Linked DNA regions of Drosophila melanogaster: regions 1 and 2 are each linked to region 3. A link is a contact called in public Hi-C data. All regions are on one chromosome and are shown on one strand. Each heading gives the region's core, a stretch centred on a gene start, on an enhancer-like site or on the middle of the called end of the contact. The rest is flanking DNA. Distances are from core to core; before and after follow the strand shown.

What was found. A called contact is a pair of places that touch in the nucleus more often than the background predicts.
Region 1: a contact with region 3 is called in a Hi-C map of the Kc167 cell line, with 2.9 times the contacts expected there. The contact joins the promoter of Mur11Da here to the enhancer-like site in region 3. A contact is called at or near these places in 8 of 107 Hi-C or Micro-C datasets (the Kc167 cell line, the S2 cell line, cellular blastoderm embryo and 3 more).
Region 2: a Hi-C map of the Kc167 cell line shows a contact between it and region 3, with 6 times the contacts expected there. The contact joins the promoter of CG12177 here to the enhancer-like site in region 3. A contact is called at or near these places in 6 of 107 Hi-C or Micro-C datasets (the Kc167 cell line, the S2 cell line, pupal leg imaginal disc and 1 more).

Annotation. Positions count from the first base shown.
Region 1 is chrX:12,966,320-12,969,531 of dm6, forward strand. It overlaps Mur11Da (Mucin related 11Da), which reads left to right and starts at 1,569. Exons shown (of 3, transcript NM_167344.5): 1 at 1,569-1,815; 2 at 1,913-3,212. The coding sequence starts at 1,590.
Region 2 is chrX:13,678,610-13,681,780 of dm6, forward strand. CG12177 reads right to left here and starts at 1,789. Exons shown (of 3, transcript NM_132683.2): 1 at 1,287-1,789; 2 at 246-692; 3 at 1-144. The coding sequence starts at 1,544.
Region 3 is chrX:13,419,205-13,422,597 of dm6, forward strand. Set2 (SET domain containing 2) reads left to right here. Exons shown (of 4, transcript NM_132660.4): 2 at 1-1,100; 3 at 1,165-1,327; 4 at 1,393-1,820. The coding sequence ends at 1,551. Among named protein-coding and RNA genes, the nearest start is that of Set2, 7.7 kb to the left of the region's middle. Within about 2 kb of position 2,072, at least 33 of the 39 cell types and tissues checked have an H3K27ac peak or open chromatin away from gene starts, as enhancers often do. A contact at or near this core is called in the Kc167 cell line, the S2 cell line, cellular blastoderm embryo and 4 more, where this site is marked.

The sequences.
Region 1 (3,212 bases), core at 319-2,818, 450 kb before region 3:
TCTCGGTATGGCAGCACATAAATCAGCTGGCTTCGCTACGTGCATAACTAACTTATTGCACACTTTGGGGCAGCTATATTGCAATTGTTTGCTGCCACACAATCGCCAGTCATGGGCGAATTTGTCTTGGGTCTTAGCCTTAAGCCTGGCAGTAACAAATACTTGTGCATAAACACAAACACACACACACACACGTGTTTGTGTGTGACACAAGGATGCTATCCTGCGCACTGCTAATTGAATCAGAAACCGCACCATGAAATCAGCAGGCAAACGAAACGGCCAACGCGGCGGATGCGCAATGCGAAATGAAAAAGGGGACTATTTTAGAGCATGGCAAAGGATTGCCCACCAGATTGATAAATCCCCAGGCGGAATGCCTTTGACATAAAAAAAAAAGGACACGAGTGGGGCATACATTTATGCGATTCCTGAATAAATCATTTAGTTGCAGTGACCGTCTTCTTTTTATATTCTGTTTTTATTTCAACCCAAAATAAATACGCTTCTAATGTGTGTGTGCGCACGCGGTTGTATTTGCGTGAGATTTTTTGGACATGACAGGATGATTGTTTTCCTCCGGAACCCATGGCGTATGAGCAATATGTGTATCGCGTAAAATAAACAATACTCACACAGCGAAAAGCCACACGAATTAAGGAAATTTGCCGAATGAAGCGTGCAATTAAATGTAATTTAATGTTCTCTGTTTACCTCGACGGCGGGGTGCCTCACGTACTAATATGTTTCGATCGAAGTTTACGACTCGATGTTGGCGTCTTGACTGCCGAATCCTAAAAACGATCAAATTGCCGAGTAACGCGCTAAAATTCACAACACTTGAAACTAACAAAAAAAAATTGAGAACGGACTTCGAATCCCGCGACCGTTGTGTTCGCCACAGCAACCGGTTGGCAAGTGAATAAAAAAATTCACAACGATGCTAGGAAAACCGACGCGAAGGATTCAAATGGGCAAGCAGTTCTCGTCCCACTGCTTGCCGAAAACTGTTATACATAAGTAAAGTAAAGTTTTTTTTTGGTCTTTTGAAAATGGCTTGTTTAAGTAGCAACAGCACGTTGTGCTGGCAAAAAATATAAAATCTCAAACCACAAAATTATTCCAAAAACCACGGTGAAAGGTTTTATCAAGTTTTTCAACCAAGAACGTTTGCTGCACTGCTTCCAGAGCTTTTGGCATAAGCAGTGCAAATTGCTAAAGCATTGTGACAAGCAGTGCTTTTTACTTTAGATTGCGGGGGTTTCGATTTAAAATTGTTTCGTTGTACTCCGATTCAAAAAATATGGGGGACTCTATATCTGAACCACGGCCAGGCAACTGAGACGAGACCAAAGAAAGAAAATTCGAGAAGGTGTTATTTATATATACCTTTTTTGTTTGAATTTCTAGTGGTTACAATGGAAATGTTGGTCTGGCACGTATAGTTCCGATAGACAGACGCCGTCTGCGGCTGTTGTTTGTAGTCATTGTTGTTTCTCCAGAGATTTACCTTTGAGAAGAACAAGTCGGTCGTATAAATAGTTGTCGAAGGGTAAGGTGAAGTCATCAGTTACACACCGACCTTTACAATGTTGAGAGCGTTTGCCTTTACTGTCCTGCTTACAGCTTTGACCTTGTCTCAAGGACATGGGGATGATTACCTGAGATTTCCAGATCCCGGAAACATTCCGAGATACAACCAACGACCCTGTGGTCCCCGAGTCTGTGGCAAAAGTGGACATTGTTATCGCAGCTTTGAGAGCATTTGTGACTTTAACGACTACAACCTGAAGATGATATTCAGTGGACAAGAGTGTAAGTATTATAGCAGTTTAAATACCATGACTTATAATTATATAATAAGACTATAAAATCATTGTTAAATAATGTGTTGTTTATTTTGTTCACATAGTATTCGAATTGACAGAACCGATTTATTGCCAACCGTCGCCTCCACGGACGAAGCTTGTTGATGTTGGCTACTATTTCAATCACCGGAGCTTGTTAGTGGCTCAATCGCAGCCTTCGGCCTATTCATCGCCTATTCCAAGACCCAGTTTTACCCAAAATCCGAAAAATATTGAACATTACGACGCATATCCGTCATCAGATTCTTATGGGCCAGTTCAAGACTATGAACTTCCTTATCCGGTATGGGCATTTAAACGGCCCCAAGCACCACCTAGAAGTCCCCCCGTCAGTTATAGACCTCCTTATTGGTACTATCCAACAAGACGGCCCGAAATAACAAAGCCATGTTACGGAAGAACTACGACCGCCACAAAAGCTCCTGTCACCACTACCACAACAACGGAGGCATCTACAACGACGACTACAATTGAACCATCAACATCAACAAATGCGGCATTTACAACAACAACAAGCACTGAAGCTTCCACAACAACAACTACGGAAGGAACAACAACATCTACAGAGCAAACAACAACTACTAAAACTACATCACCATCAACATCTACAGAAATATTAACAACAACCACCGAACTCACGACATCAACAGAACCAGCAAGAACAACTGAATCTACAACAACCACAATTGCAGATTCAGCTAGCACAATCACTGAACAATCTAATACTACAGAGCCAACAACAACCGCAGAGCCCACAACAACCACAGAGCCCACAACAACCACAGAACCAACAACAACCACAGAGAACACAACAACGACAGAACCAACAACAACCACAGAGCCCACAACAACCACAGAACCAACAACAACCACAGAGAACACAACAACAACAGAACCAACAACAACCACAGAGCCCACAACAACCACAGAACCAACAACAACCACAGAGTCTACTACAACCACAGAACGTGTTACAAATACAGATCTAACGACAACAACGACCCTCTTAACAACAACAAAATCACAAACATCAACGGACCCATCAACAACAAGTTCTACAACCGAACCTTCAACGACAACCAACAGAAGTTCCTCATCTACAACAACAACGACCGTAACAACAGAACCTTCAACGACCACGACGGTTTCTTCCACAACAACTACAAAAGATCCAACAACAACAGAATCTTCTACGACAACTACGACCGTTCCCACCACTCTTGCCGAATCGTCTACAGTAACAACAACCCTGATTTCGAAAACAACGACTTCGGAACCTTCCACAACATCTTCAACAGATTCTTCCACAACCACATTAACTACAGATGCCCCATCAACGACAAC
Region 2 (3,171 bases), core at 539-3,038, 260 kb after region 3:
AATGGCATCGCATGGATTCCACGTATCGATCCCGTACTGCTCGATCATTGGCAGCCACTGGGCGGCTTCCACCTGGTTGAGCATGGTAATTGCTGGATGTCCGGCTTCCTTGGCCCTTGCGGCGAAATCCTTCAGGCGCCAGTTCTGCAGAAGAAGAGGGATTAGGTTCGGGAATACCATAGAGTATTTCAACTGCTGGGGAAATGCTAGAGCCCGAAACAGAACCCAGGATATGTTTAACTCACAATGTGTATATTGAATCTCTCCGGGAGGCAGGCCTCCCACGGCAGTATGGTGATGGGACAGCGTGTCCTCAGCAGCACCGTGTGCGCCGCCTCCGGATCCGAGTGAAAGTTGAACTCCGCCGAACGCGAGGAGTTGCCCACGCCCTGATAGTTGCCGCCCATAATGAACAGATCACGAAAGTTATTCCCAAACTCCGGACCGTACATCGTATAGCCCAGGGCAAGATTCGTCAGCGGGCCCACGGCAAATATGGTGATCTGTTTGGGCCTGGAACGGCAGAGATCATGGATGGCTGTCACTGCGTGCTCCGCCTGCACGATGTCCTCCAACTGAAGAGCGCAGTCGTCGGTGAGACAGTCACCGAATCCGTCGCGGCCATGGAAATACTTTTTTTCATCCTCCAGAGAGGGAATGAGGGCATCTACGGCGCCCAGGTATATGGGAATCTGGAATTGATAAACAATGGTCAAATGCAAATGCAAAAAGCGAAATAATTTCAAAAAGAAAGAAAAATTCAAAAATATTTCTATTCAAATATTCGAATAGTTTTTGCGACAATGAATGGCGTTTTGGAATTTCCCAACGGTGTGAAATCAACATTTTAAGCAATCGGAACAAGAAAAACGTTAAAAATGTCACGTAATATTAAACGCCAAGCAATGCTAATTATTATTTTTATATAAGCTAATGTGGCGTTGTTTTTAATTCTTAAAAAAAAAATATATAATCCAATTCGCACATGTTCATAAATAAATATTTGTACAATACTGATTTGTTTAAATATTTGCACACACGACACTTAAACAAAAGATGTTCACATTGTATTGGCTTGCGTTTTTGATTGTAAAGTTTTAAATATATTAAGTAGGCAAGAACTAATATGTGGTTTGTCACAAAGAATTCAAAAAAAAAAAACATTTACACACCTGATATTGAGATTTCTAGGCAATATTATGTTATTTTAAAATAAAAACCACAAATCACTTGCGAATCGAATATCGAATTTTTCTCTCTGTGCACTTGAGTTTATTTATATTTACATCTGTGCGCTTGCAGGCATCCAGAATCCGTCGCATATTGCGTGCCGCATTCTCCCTGCTGGTATTGCCGCATCCCATTGTGGTGATGGCCAGCAGATGAATCCCATGGCTCTTAGCCGCATGCAGAAGCAGGAGCAGTGCCCAGGCATCGTCGCTACCCCCATCACAGTCGAGGATCGCGTATCTGGGCGATGGTGCTGCTGCTACTCCTTCACCGCCTCCTCCTCTGCCGTTTTCCACTATGCGTCCGTCCGCCATCGCCGGCAATTGTTGAATGTGCCCGAACAGCGGACTACGGACTACCCATATAGTATGCACATACGGCAATCATCTGGTCGCCTCCGCCGCCGGACTTCGTCTATCGGCTCGCCTCGGTTATGAGTGTGCCTCTGGCTCTGGTTATGGTTCTGGGGCATGGGTATGGGCATGGGTATTACCAGAGCACCATATCACGGAATTTCATAACGCTCGTTCTCCGACTCAACTCAACTAAACTCAACTAAACTAAACTAAACTGAGCAGCTGACATGTGCGGTGGGCGATAGCGATACTCGGTGGTATGTCACCATGTGTGCAATTCAATTCATATCTGTGCTGTATTTCACGTTCGCGCCCAGCGAGAACGGGACAAACGGATAAGATGTGTGGGAATACTGTCACCCATCTGGTCGGCCATCGAATGCCCTTTCCTTAAGCAGATGTTACCCGTTGGGCGGTCGGAGTTTCCTTGATTACCGTTAAAAGGAAATATAAATCGATGGGATATATGGTGTTTTATTTATCATAAATTGGCTAATAATGATCATACGACGAAAATAATGACAGTTTTATATAGATTTTTACCAATGCTTTAGATTTAGAAAATAAACACTTTGGGTAATTTTTTTACATTTTTTTAAGGGGTAGATTTCATCAAAATTTGCCAAAAATTGGCTAAAAATTACAATTCCTGTTTTTGAATGCAGTTCGATTGGAAATACGAACTCAACGAGGTATTACATTTCATATTTGGGCTATTATCTTAAATATTTTTTATCAAAACAACGATTATGTCTTTCACAAAAATCAGAGAAACGATTTTAGGCAAAAAATTCAATATTAAAGTTCACTTTTTTGAGTATAACTTGACTAAAAATGGTCACACAGCAAAAAAGATTACCATTTTATGCTCCTTTTTGGCCATTCTAATCATCCCTATCATTTTTTGAAAAGTTTGGAAAAATTTATTTTTTGGTGAATTTTTCCATTTTTTGTAAGGGGTATCATCATAAAAAATTGCTAAAAATTGGAAAAAATTAAAATTCCCAAATTTGAATGCAATTCGATAGGGAATTGAATTGCGAACTCAACGAGGTATGCCACTCCATATTTGGACGAATATTTTGAATGTTATGGCTAAAAAACTGATTAGTTTTGGCCAAAAAATCCGAAAAGCCAAGAATTCGATTTTTACTACTGCTATTTTCTTCATAACTTGGCTTAAAATGCGCACATTGGTTAATAAATAACTGTTTTATGTAGCTAATTACCACTTCTAAAGATTTGGATCACTTTTTTCAGGATTTTCATGTATTGATTTTTTGGTAAGTTTTTGTTTGTTTTTTGTAAGAGGTAACAAAAATTGCAAAAAATTAAAATTTCTAAATTTTCCCATTTATGTTATGGCAAAACATGTGTTTTTTTGCTAAAAAAAAAAACGGGAAACTAACTTTTGTCAAAAATAGATATTTGAACAGATTGAACAGATATCTAATGAAATTATGGCCTATACAGCTATTTGCCAATATATACCTTCAATAAAATAATAACAAATAATAATCAGTTCAAAAACAGATATTCCAACTGATCATAACTTTCATCATAACTTCGTGAAATATTGTGATAT
Region 3 (3,393 bases), core at 822-3,321:
AGAAACGATAATCGGCGCAGGTCCGACATTGGACCGCCGTCCGAGCAAAGGCGTACGCTGTCCAAGGAGCTCCGGCGCAGTCTGTTTGAGAGGAAGGTGGCTCTGGATGAGGCTGAGAGGCGCGTGTGCACCGAGGACCGGCTCGAGCACGAGCTGCGCTGCGAGTTCTTTGGCGCTGATATCAACACGGATCCCAAGCAGTTGCCCTTCTATCAAAAAACGGATACTAACGAGTGGTTCAACAGCGACGACGTGCCCGTACCGGCACCGCCGCGCACAGAACTGTTGACGAAGGCGCTGCTATCACCCGATATCGATGTTGGCCAGGGTGCAACTGACGTCGAGTATAAACTGCCGCCTGGAGTGGATCCCCTGCCGCCCGCTTGGAACTGGCAGGTGACGAGCGACGGTGACATCTACTACTACAATCTGCGAGAGCGCATATCGCAATGGGAGCCACCCAGTCCGGAACAGCGCCTTCAGACGCTGCTGGAGGAGAATACCACGCAGCAGCCGCTGCATGAGCTTCAAATCGATCCCGCGGTCCTGGAAAACGAGCTCATTCAGGTCGACACGGACTACGTGGGCTCGCTCAGTGCCAAGTCCCTGGCACAGTATATTGAGGCCAAGGTGCGGGAGCGACGTGATCTGCGTCGCAGTAAACTGGTCTCCATCCGACTGATTAGTCCACGACGGGATGAGGATCGTTTGTACAATCAGTTGGAGTCCCGGAAGTACAAGGAGAACAAGGAGAAGATCCGGCGACGCAAGGAGCTCTACCGACGACGCAAAATCGAGGTCCTACCGGATGCGGTTGACGAAATTCCTGTTCCTGGCAAGGCACTACCTATTCAGCCCTACTTGTTCTCTTCCGACGAGGAAGAAACTAAAGTCGCAGCGATCGAACAGCCCGCCGCTGAGGAGGAGCAGGATTCACTGAACATGGCACCGAGCACCAGTCATGCCGCCATGGCGGCTCTGGGCAAGGCAGTGGCCCAGCCGACTGGATTGGGGACGGTTGGCAAACGTAAGCTACCAATGCCACCGAGTGTTACGGTGAAGAAGCATCGCCAGGAACAGAGGAGCAAGAAGGTCAAGAGGTGAGTTTGCGTTTGGTTGATTGCTATACTGTTGGGCTTATTCTAATTACCTGTGTGCTATCAGTTCCCAGAGTCCCCTGACCGCAACCAGTGCACGCGAGGCCCACGAGAAGTTCCGCTTTGAGATAAGCGGGCATGTGGCCAATTTCCTGCGTCCGTATCGCAAGGAGAGCTGCACGCTGGGTCGGATCACCAGCGATGAGGACTACAAGTTCCTGGTTAATAGGGTGAGTTGTGAACATTCGTTTCTTGCTGCGCATTTCCTTTATCTCGACTCTCTTTCCCCGAACAGCTAAGCTATCATATTACCACCAAGGAGATGCGGTATTGCGAGGTCAGCGGGAATCCCCTGTCCTGCACGGAGTCTGTGAAGCACAAGTCCTACGACTTCATCAATCAGTACATGCGGCAAAAGGGGCCCGTCTACAAGAAGCCGGCGGAAAACGATTAGAAAATCAAGAAATTGTGTTCTTCTGCGGCACCAGAAATCGAACCTGAACCAAATCCCACACGGAACTAGAACTTTAACTTTAGATACGAATTTAGTTAAGCACATTCGACCCCTAGGATGCGATCTACCCCTCGTAGTGGGTAGCGTTTTAAGTGGGGGCAGCCAAATTGTACAGTTAATGAAATGGCGTAAGATGTAAGTGGAAAAATTCACAATACTTTTTGTTTCTTAAAATTGTCTAAAATTTCTAATAAATTCGCATTTTCATTATTATTTTCATCGACATTTATTAGCTGACAAACAATAAATAAAACAACATAAAATGTTGTGAAATTCTCATTTTATTGTGATTTTGGTAGCAAGAAATATAAAATAATTAACATGGAAAGAAAAGAGATGGTATGCTAGTTATGTATGTCATTCCAATAAGAAAACTGCTTGCACGTAAAACTGCTTACTTCACAAAGCGTACAGTAGCTGAGAGCTGTACTAAAATGTTATCCTTAGTGCTTTCCAAGTTGTGTACTAAAATACATCATATTGTGCAGTTAACTGCTTGCCTGTTACTAACATGCAGTAAAGGCGCAAGTCCAAACTGCTTGGCCACTTGGCGCGCATTTTGATTATTCATTCAAACATTTATTGTATTCATTTTGTAAAAATATTCCTATTTTGGAAATTAAATAACAAAACTTTTAAATTATTAAAATGTTATCGAATAAAAGCAACTTTTATGTACTACTTGCTCAACTAAATTTCGTATCGTTTCGCAAAATTCTTTATTTATTCATAATCTATTGAGTTGGATTTAATGTGAAAAACACAATTGCATACGCATTGTTGTTCGGTTTTTTTTTCTGGCATTTGAGGAGCGCTTTTCGGTTATTAAAAATTCGCCATCAGATCGACTGGGTAGCCACACCAGACCAACAAAAAATCACTCCATCTCTGTGGGCGGTCGTATCTGCCGGCGGCAATCTCTGTTGGCCAGTGGAAGCGATGGGAGGAATGTGGCAAAAGCCACGGGTAAGTGGGGCATGCAAATCTCGGGGTTTTCGTTAGGGGGGGGGGGGGAGGGTGCAGTGTGCATTTGTGGCGGACGTCGATGTGGCAAATTAACCGCACAAAGCGGTGGCAATATGGTGAGCGGGCGAACACGTGACTTGGAGCATTAAGCAATTTGCCAGACGGATTGTTGGTTCTGTTCATTGAGCGCCTAAGCAATTGAATTAGCCTTTACCCTTTGGACAACAGGGATCCCGATCTCTGGCGCTTCTCTACGATTGGAGGCGATTGGAGTGTACTGGCAGAAATTGTCACTAGTTTCAAATTGAATCTATATCTGTTGAGTTATTTTTTATCACGAGTTGAGTAACTTTGTCTGTCAACAAAAATGTATATTACAATTGTTTAAATTGATTAAAAAAAACAATACTTTACAGTATATTCCTTAAAATGTTTAAATTGCTCAAATAGAAAGTACTCAGAATGATTTGAGTGCAATGGGCAGCAGGAACAACAAGTCAAATGTAATTGCCAGCAGCCTGACCTCTTGACCCATCTACACCGCCCTCGCCCCCGCTGGCTCCCCTGCCCCCTTGCCCTCTTGCCCCTTGGCCAATTTGGCCCCCTGGACATGCAATAAACACATACGAGTGCCAACGAGTTTACAGTTTCGATTATGGCCAGCAGACTTTGGGCCAACAGCTTCAGGGACAACTTACCGCCTCTTGAGCTGATTTGAGTGGCTTGAGGAGAGGAAGAGGAAAGTAGGTGGACTTTTGAGATGCTCAAATATATTTATAAGACTTTTATAACTTTTTTGCCAAATGCAAGTCGCTT